3 separate regions of the Gossypium hirsutum genome follow, and regions 2 and 3 are each linked to region 1. The links are chromatin contacts, called in public Hi-C maps. All regions are on one chromosome and are shown on one strand. Each heading gives the region's core, a stretch centred on a gene start, on an enhancer-like site or on the middle of the called end of the contact. The rest is flanking DNA. Distances are from core to core; before and after follow the strand shown. Region 1 holds the start of LOC107950761 (mitochondrial inner membrane protein OXA1). Region 2 has its middle 23 kb from the start of LOC121215672. Region 3 holds the start of LOC107950755 (circumsporozoite protein).

The links. Hi-C and Micro-C count contacts between places; a contact is called where the count stands out from the background.
Region 2: a contact with region 1 is called in a Hi-C map of leaf, with 2.2 times the contacts expected there. The contact joins the enhancer-like site here to the promoter of LOC107950761 in region 1. A contact is called at or near these places in 6 of 34 Hi-C or Micro-C datasets (anther, callus, hypocotyl and 1 more).
Region 3: a Hi-C map of hypocotyl shows a contact between it and region 1, with 1.9 times the contacts expected there. The contact joins the promoter of LOC107950755 here to the promoter of LOC107950761 in region 1. A contact is called at or near these places in 5 of 34 Hi-C or Micro-C datasets (callus, hypocotyl and leaf).

What each region holds. Positions count from the first base shown.
Region 1 is chrD03:33,799,566-33,802,639 of Gossypium_hirsutum_v2.1, reverse strand. It overlaps LOC107950761 (mitochondrial inner membrane protein OXA1), which reads left to right and starts at 1,410. Exons shown (of 11, transcript XM_041089985.1): 1 at 1,410-1,615; 2 at 1,796-2,324; 3 at 2,784-2,874. The coding sequence starts at 1,819.
Region 2 is chrD03:33,992,938-33,996,011 of Gossypium_hirsutum_v2.1, reverse strand. No RefSeq gene overlaps it. Among protein-coding and RNA genes, the nearest start is that of LOC121215672, 23 kb to the left of the region's middle. Within about 2 kb of position 1,566, at least 6 of the 9 cell types and tissues checked have an H3K27ac peak or open chromatin away from gene starts, as enhancers often do. A contact at or near this core is called in leaf, where this site is marked.
Region 3 is chrD03:33,642,950-33,646,023 of Gossypium_hirsutum_v2.1, reverse strand. LOC107950755 (circumsporozoite protein) reads right to left here and starts at 1,617. Exons shown (of 5, transcript XM_016885706.2): 1 at 1,294-1,617; 2 at 1,093-1,208; 3 at 1-998. The coding sequence starts at 1,179.

The DNA.
Region 1 (3,074 bases), core at 161-2,660:
CTCCTTTTGAGCCTCAATATGCTGAAAACTATGTGTTTCAAAATTGCTCAAATGGTGCAATATCAAAACAACTTCCCCAATTAAGGTACATTTCTTGTCTTAGTGGCGAAACTTTCTCTGTGATGGCCATTCCATGAATCGTCTTGATATGTACGCATCTTTATTATGGACGTGTAGGAAGATAGCTAGCGTTTTAGTTCCTGCTTCGGATCCTAAGTATGGTATGAGATTGACATGGCATGAACCCGATTGCACGTCTTGTGAACACAGCTGTGGGAATTGCATGTTCAAGAGTGACATCGGAGCTCTGGTATGGCAAGTGCTAAAATGGGTATAGTTTTCAGAGAGGAAATACCCCTGTTATGCATCATAGGGCTTGTGTTTCAACTCGGAAGGAAGTCTAACAATTATTAGAAAGGACTTGATGGACCAAGTATTGATGCCTATCCGGTGATTTTGCTTAGTGAAACCCGGCAATTACCAGGGCCTAGTGATAACACTTGATCAACATGTCTTTGGGAATACCAAGATAATGAAAAGTTAAGGACCATTCCAAACTGTGAGCATTGTTTTCATGCCCTTTGCATCAATGAGTGGCTGAAATTAAAATGTCGCAACACCCCCACTGTTTTATGATTTTACATTGGTTCTCTGATTTTGTATTTCCATTCTCCACAATTACTAAATTTCAGACAACCAATGCAAATTAAAGTGTTAAAACTAACATCTTTCTCTTGCATTCATATAAATATAATTAAAGATATTATGAATTAGTATGATTATAGAATGATATATTAAGAATCAAGATACACATTATGTTCTGGAAGCTAATTAAATCTTTTAGAATTTTAGAGGGCTTAATGAACATTTTCAAAAATTTTGACAACTTCAATTAAAAATTATAAAAACTTAATAAGATTTTTTAAAAATTTTGGGAGAATTAATTAAAATTTATAAAATAAATATTAAAGAGACTTGAGGAGAATTTACAGAATATTGGGAGGCTTAATTAAAATTTAAAGGGCTTAATGGTAATTTCCCAAAGTTTTGGGAGGCTAAGTCACCTCTTTGGTTTCCCTGAGGATCCTCCTTGTACAATCTTTTGAATTAATAAATATTATGGTCAACGGTAGTCAATACTATCAAAGTTGGCATCGATTATTTGATGTGTTTTCATTGGCCACTACTTTTTCAACATCATTAGCTTCAGGGGTAAAAAGTACAATTGAGTAACAATCACTAAAATTGGGTAAAAAATCTTTAGGTATCAATGTATAAAAAGGGGATAATTCAAGGGTCAAATCATGAATAAACCCAAGGAAAAAAATAGTGGGAATGACTGTCAGTCTCCAAGTGGGCTAAGCTAGACCCAGTATTCTCAATGGTGACCCATTCTGTTCGCTACAAATGGATGGAATTTACACAAAAAAGAAAAAACAGGTACTGGGCGAAACAAAAGAGCTGTACGGAGAAGTAAATACAGGGGAGTTGATCACTGTTCTGTTTCGAGTTTCGAAGTGCACCTTGTTGGTTTCTGCACTTAACAAGACTTTTTCTCTTTCGAACTCAGCACTGTGATGTGAATGAAACCCTGAGTTTTTGCTTCTTACTTGCGGTACTCTCTTTGAACTCCCAGATTTTAGCTTCAGAAAATCTCACTGTATGGCCTCTTCTTAGTGATTTAGTTCTATTTGCTAGAAATGAATCTCGAGGCTTTGGTTTTTAATATTATTTTAGCTGCATTTATCTTGCTTTGCTAATGGTTTTAATTTGATCGTACCCTTTCTTTTGTTAGAGGAATTTCTATTCTTTGTATCAATGGCGTTTAGGCGTAGCCTTTCCAGGAGAGCAACCCTAATCGCTAGACGATGTCAACCGTCATTTGCCTACATTGTCCATGAAGATGACCGTAAAAATCATCCTTTAAACGAGTCCTACTCTCAGCCAAAACCTAGCAATTTGTTTCAACAAAGATCTTTTGGAACTGGGTTTAGTAATTCATCATCAGGCTTTGGTGTGTTGTTTCAAGATAGAAGATGTTCCAAACTATCTCTCATTCCTAGCACTGGTGTGTCGTTTTTTCGGTATATGTCGACTACAGATAATGATGGGGCAGATAAGATTGAGTTTATGACTGATGGGGCAGATAGGATTGGGCTTATGACCGATATTTCGGAAGCTCTTAAGGATAGTTCTTTCGAAGCAGTGGCTTCGCAGGCTCCTGCTGTGAATGAGGTTGCTGTTGCTGCTGCTGATTCTGCGTTACCCGTTGCTGCCATACAGTACGTTATCGATGCAGTTCATTCTTCTACTGGCTTGAACTGGTAATTCCTGCTTGTAATTATTTAGTTTTTTTGTATTTATGTAAATGTACCAAGAACGAATGGAATGCACTATGAATTGGATTCAAATCTGATGATTTAAACTATCTACCTGATCAATATTTCAAATGGCCAAAAGGGTGGCAAGCATAAACTATCAGTGCTATAAATATAAGGACTTCGATCTATGAAACACTGATCTCCATTCTCCATTATATGTAATCTATCAGATTCTAGTCAAACCAGTTTGCTATTATCTCTTACACATGGTTGAATTAAATTTATTACATGCAACATGATGACAAATAAATCTTAATGAGAATCTTCGTGGTGTGTCTTATGCGATATGTATCTTGTGACTTCTTGGTTTATGCTAATCTCCATGTTTTGATAGCGTGCAATGTTGAAAATCAAACCTTTCTTTTAATCTTTTTAACACTATAGGCTTCCTATTTGTTTCAGGTGGAGTTCCATAGTTGTGACAACACTTTTGGTTCGAGGTTTAACTCTTCCGTTTTTGATAAGTCAACTTAAAGCTACTGCAAAAATGACGGTGTGTGATGTTTCTGCTTCTTTTTCTTGTCATGTTCTTTTACCTTGTAGCATGCCCTTTGTTCTTCACTTATTTTATTCATAGCCCTAAGTCTATGTACTAGACATTACTTTTGTGATTACCATGTATATGAAGCCACAACTTGATAATATGCAAATACTGGATGATTCACATTTGGATGATTTCAGCATGTGGCATCT
Region 2 (3,074 bases), core at 317-2,816, 190 kb before region 1:
GATAGTCAGATTCAACTGCTTCGCCATCTTGAAATCAATGAAATTATGCGTACTTCCCGAATTAAACAAAACCACCACTTGTGATTGATCAATAACAGTTGGAAACCTCATAGTCGTAGGACCCTGTAACCCTTGTAATGCTTGTAATGACAATACAGGAGCTGCATTCCCAAACAATGTCTCTGTCAACTCCAATTGTTCAGTACAATCTTGGAATTCATCCGGGGAAGGGCTACGTACTTTAGGTTCATTCTCCCATAAAGGTTCGACAATCAACTGATACAATTGTGACTTTGAACATTTATGGCGTGGCGAATATTTCAGACCACACCAAAAACAAAGTCCTTTTTTTCCTTCTGTCTTCCAATTCAGCTTGCGATAAGGACTTGGAAGGAAGTTTAGGAGCCAATTTCCCATTCACTGTTTCACTGGCCAATCCAACACTACCACTCCCACGTTGACTTCTAATCACAGGAAATAATGGCCTCATTATATTAGACCCACTATTAAAACTGCCTTCTCTTTTGACCGGTCCCGCCACAATGGTTTCCACTTGCCTTGCTAACTGGTAACCTTCTACCAATGTTTGAGGCTTGAACAACCGAAGATATTGCCCGATTTTCAGTTTGAGGTTGCTAAGGAATATACTTAATGCATAGGATTCAGGTAAGTTGAGCTGATTCAACAAACTCAAAAAATCATCATAAAATTGGTCCACTAAGCTAAGTTGTTTAAGGGACACTAATTCTGCCATAGGATCTAAGACAAAATCTGATCTGAAACGCTCTCGAAGCCCCTCGAATAAACCTCCCAAGACACTTGATGAACCCCTCCATGTCTACGCACAAAAAAATGATGCCAATCAAGTGCTTTACCTTCAAGGTGTAACATGACGATCCTGACCTTTGCATGATCTGCAATTCCTTCGGCCTCAAATACTGCACTAGTTTGAACCACCAACCTCGGAAGTGCTCACCATCACAATGTAGACAGTCAACTCGAAAAGAAAAATGTTCGGATTCCATCAACACTCCCCTTTGTGACATGCTCGAATGGCCGAGATCTGCTCTTGGAGATACTATTAAATGCTCTTGAGGTGGAAACCTCGGTGGTGTTCCTAAGATCCCTTTTCCCTTGTTGCTAGATGCATTCCCCACAATCGATGGGTTACTTTGGCCAAAATATTGTTCGAACAAGGAGTGAAGCTCAGAATGAAGTTCGGAACGTACCTCCTACTTAATTTCTGCCTGCAGATCTTTCATCTTAGTGTCCATCCGTACATCCCACTGAGTTAGCTCCAGTTGCAAGTGAGAAAGCTCACCTTGGATCTGCCGATTTCCTTCTGCATGCGAGTACTGATTCCGTCCCCTATCATGAAGATCGACAAGCTCTGATACCTTTTGCAACGTTCTAAATCGGAAAGATAAAGATGAAGAACAGAGAAGAAGAATTACAGAAAGAAAAAAAACGAGAAAATCGAGAGAAGGAGACTGTTGATAACGGTTATCCAATTTCATGATATTTCCTCACGCAGTTACAGACATATAATAACCCTGTAACAAGAATCAAAACGCTCCTGTTTTGAGTTAAACAAAACTCACCGTTTTCATTAACTCTTACAAGCAAAAACGCAACGTATAACTAATTATTATAACGAAAACTTAACTAAAATATGAAAAAGCTAGATGACCGTTGTTCCTCCCATAACATATTTAAAAGATAAAAGATAAAGAAACGAAACAAAAGTCAGATTGTGGAGTTTTTTTTTTAAAAAGCTACACCAATAATATATTAAATAGTAATTCCACATTTGATACTCAAGATTTTTATATGGTAGAAATTATTAGGTAAGCTCTTCTTAATGTCTCATCCAATCATATAATGTTATATAAAATTATTTTACACGTTATTTTTAATTAATAAATAAGTTATCCTAAAAATTTACCTTTTCATCTAATTCCTATTCGGATTGATTATAGAGCTTGCAGCCATCTATAATCATCGTTGTCGTTGCTACTAAGAGCTGGTTCAATGCCAAAAGCTATTTGACCTATTTGATACAGTAAAAGCCTAATGTCATGACATAAATTGATGAAACCTCAATTAAAAAACCTAAAATTCAAAAAGAGTTCAAATAAAAAAGAGCATGTCGAGCCAGCTAGAATAGGACTTGCATATTCCATGCGAGGGGAAGTTTTTGGAGCTTTGGCTTAGATGCTGATGATGATGATGATTATCTCTTAAAAGCAATGAATATTAAAGTTGATACCAAAAAGTCCAGAATAAAGAAGCTTTAATTTTTCTTTATAAAGAAATATGTGCTAGCAAATTAGCAATGTATACGGGAAGGGAAAACTTTAATAAGCAAAAAAGATAAATCTTAAAATTATACATAAATTTTAGTTTAATATGTAATTATATGTATGAATTTTAATTTGGTGCAACTATATATATGAAACTTTGATTGTGTTTCAAATGTATAAATGTAATTTTAATTTTGATTCAATCATACACATTTAAAGAAATAAATAGATTAATTTATTTTTATATTGGATAAATATAATTATTTTTGTATGCAATATATAAATATAAAATGATGTTATATCAATAATTGTGTTAATAATTTGTGATAGTTGAATTAAAACAAAATTTTATATATAAAATTATATAAAATCAAAATTTATATATATAATTACACATTAAATTAAAATTAATATATAATTTTAAAATTTATCCCTAAAAAAAATAAATTGATTAAGACAGTATAAACTTTTTCTCACATCTTCAACAAGATAAAAAAAATAAAGAAAAGAAACGAAAACCTAGATATATATTCGTGAAATTTATATTACAATTTTTTATCATTATAAAGTAATTCTCGGTTTGAGCGTAGTCACATATTAAAAAATTAGGAGTTATAACGAAGGTGGGTGGTGTCGAAAATTAATTTTATGATTTTAAAATTACGGTTTTAAAATGTTTTTTCTATAAATTATATTCGTAAATATTAATATTTAATATTTACGGGATTAGTATAGAAATATATTAAATTTTGATCTATTAATTTTTTTAAT
Region 3 (3,074 bases), core at 368-2,867, 160 kb after region 1:
GGGACTCGCAAACACGCAGCAAACCGTTTATTCTTGTCCATACACATATTAGAAGGATCACATTCTTCACCCCGAAAACCATCTTTCCATGTTGGTGGTGGTGGTGGCATAACCAAGTTCTGGGTCTTGTCTTTCTCGGACTTAACTTCCTTATGATTTTCACTATCATCTGGTTTTCCCTTTTCTTCACCATCCGTCTTTTCTTTGGCTTCAATATTTGACTTTTCCTGACCCTTTTGCACATTGTTACCTTCTATCTCACCATCTGTATTCCCTTTGTTATCATGTTTTGATTCTTCCAAACCCTTTTGCACGTTATCAACTTCTTTCGCACCATTCGTCTCTCCTCTGGTTTTAAGATTTGATTCTTTCTGACCTTTTTGCTCATTATCACCTTCTTTCGCACCATCCATCACTCCTTTGGATTCCTGACCCTCCTTATCGCCTTTTCCACCATCTGCCTTTCCCCTGGCTTCAAACTGCGATTCTTCCTTACCCTTTTGCTCGTTATCACCTTTTGTACTGTCCACTTTTCCTCCGGCTTCAAACCGCGATTCGTCCTTACCCTTGTGCTCATTATCACCTTTTCCACCATCTGCCTTTCCTCCGGCATCAAAATGTGATTCTTGCTTAGCCTTTTGCACATTATCACCTTCTCCACTATCGGTCTTTCCTCCGGCTTCAACATGTGACTCTTCCCGACCCTTGTGCTCAATATCACCTCGTTGTTCATTGTCTGAATTTCCTTCTGCTTCACTACTTGAATCTTTCCCATCCTTCACCAAATTCTCACCTCCATTTGAACCTGATTGCAGTTTCAAATTACTCTTACTTGTATCACTCCCAATATCTCCTTTTGATCCATTAGTTTGATCTCCTCCATTACCTTTCAAGTTTTTAATTCCAATTGAATCTGAAACAGATTTAGATTCACCATTTTCCTTCAACAGTTCCACTGTGCCATCTAATTTCTGATTTAAACCAGTCTGTTCGTTCCCCTAAAAAGGAAAAATCAATGAGAAATTTTATTTGATCCCATGAATGAAATTAAAAAATTTAATCAACTTTCTCCATTAAAAAAAAAACACTCACCTTTGGATCAGAACCTGAGCAATCGACAGCAACTAGCAGTAGAAAAAATCCCATCAAAAGAACATAATTTCTTTCCATATTTAACATAAACCCAATTTTTTTGCTACAATAAGAACCTATTCATCACAGAATTTAATCAAAAGCAACCTCAAAACAGTCTAAATATATATGAAGAAGAAGAAGAAGTTGAAGGTTTCTAACCTTAAAAAGTAGACCTTTTTTTGTACACTAATTTGGACAGCTTCCACATTCACCACTTCCAAACTTGAAATACTTCATTTCTCATCAAAATTTTAGAGAAAAAAGAAGATCAGACATACAAGGGTAGATTTAAAAAAAAAAAGTGTTGGAATAGGAACAGGGGTTAACTGGGGGAGAAAAAAAACAAGGAGACTTTGAACCGAGAAAGGAAACGGTGGCGTTTAGGAGTTATATATAAGCGGAACAGAGTTCCAAGGATATAGGTTGCATAATTGACATTGGCTTTGGATCGCATCGCAAATCTTCTTTTCCTGTTTCTGAAGCAACGTTAATTATTATTATTAACTTTTTTAATTTACGATTTTTTAAATCATTTTATGACACTTGCAACATTAGTTATGTATCAATATAAGTGCGATATTCAAGTTTAGGTATTAATTATGTTTAAAATAAATTTAGATATCTGTTTTTTTACATATATAATATAAAAAAAAGTTTCAAAATGGTATACCAGCTGAACTATTTACGAAAATGGTGTATCAGGGATGGTGGAGGGTGGCGCATAGGTGGCACCACCTTTATTTTTAGACTTTTCTGACTGACAGTGAAAAAAACACTTTTTTAATAGGTGAAACCTTTTGAATACGCAACCCGAGTACAAATACAAAACAAATATAAAATGAAATTAAAAAAAAGGAAAATCGAAAAAATAGGGTGAAGGGTGAGTGTCAGGCGGCACTGGTGAAGCCCTCTTAACAGGCGACATCATGTTAGCCCTAACTCCCTCGACTATTGCGTCGTGATGGGATGAGACCCATAAGGGTCTTGTGAAATCGAGTTTGGGGGACCTTATAACCATGGTCCCTTAAAGTGAAAAAAAGAAAAAAGAAAAATGTTATGGTTTAGCTAACGGTCATATCTTTGTTTATATTTCTATTAAGACTGTTAAAAATAATTAGTTAAACGCTGCAATTTCTTTTGAGTGGATTAGTGATACGATGAGTTTTTTGTCTAGTAAAAAACGGGTGCGTTTAGTCTATTGCAGTATAGCGGTTATTGCTGTCATTATATTGCTTGTAACCGAAAGGGAAAGACATGAAAAATTGAATTCTGTTTTCAGCTTCTTTTTTCTCTTTCTGTTTTTTCTCTGGATTTCCTCTCTTCTTTCTTTTTTATCTCTATCTCAAATCATTCTTCAACAAAGGTATCAAAGCTATCGATCCTCATGACTGGTGACGGAGTAACCATGCAAATGTAGAAGGAACTCGGACAGATCCAAGGTGAACTTTCTCACATGCAGTCAGAGTTTTCTCAGTTGAATACATGAATTGATGTTCGGTTGAAAGATCTACAAGAAGGAATCAAGTCGGAGGTACGTAAATGAATCAAGTCGGAGGTACGTACAAAACTTCGTTCTGAGCTTCACTCTTTATTTGAGCAATATTTTGGTCATGGACCTCTAATGGCAGTGGACGGTGCGGTGAATAGTAAAGGTAAAGGGATTTTGGGGTCACCACCTAGTTTCCCATCTTAAGAACACATAATAGTATCTCCGATGGCAGATCTAGGCCATTCAAGCATGTCTTCATGTGGAGTGATGGTGGAAGCTAATCGTTTCACTTTTAGGATGGAATGCCCGTCATTTGATGGTGAGAACTTTCAAGGATGGTGGTCCAAGCTTGAGCAGTACTTTGAAGAGGAGGTGATTGGTGATCATGCAAAGGTTCGGCTAGTTATGTTGCATCTCGAAGGTAAGGCACTTGACTGGCACCATTTTTTTG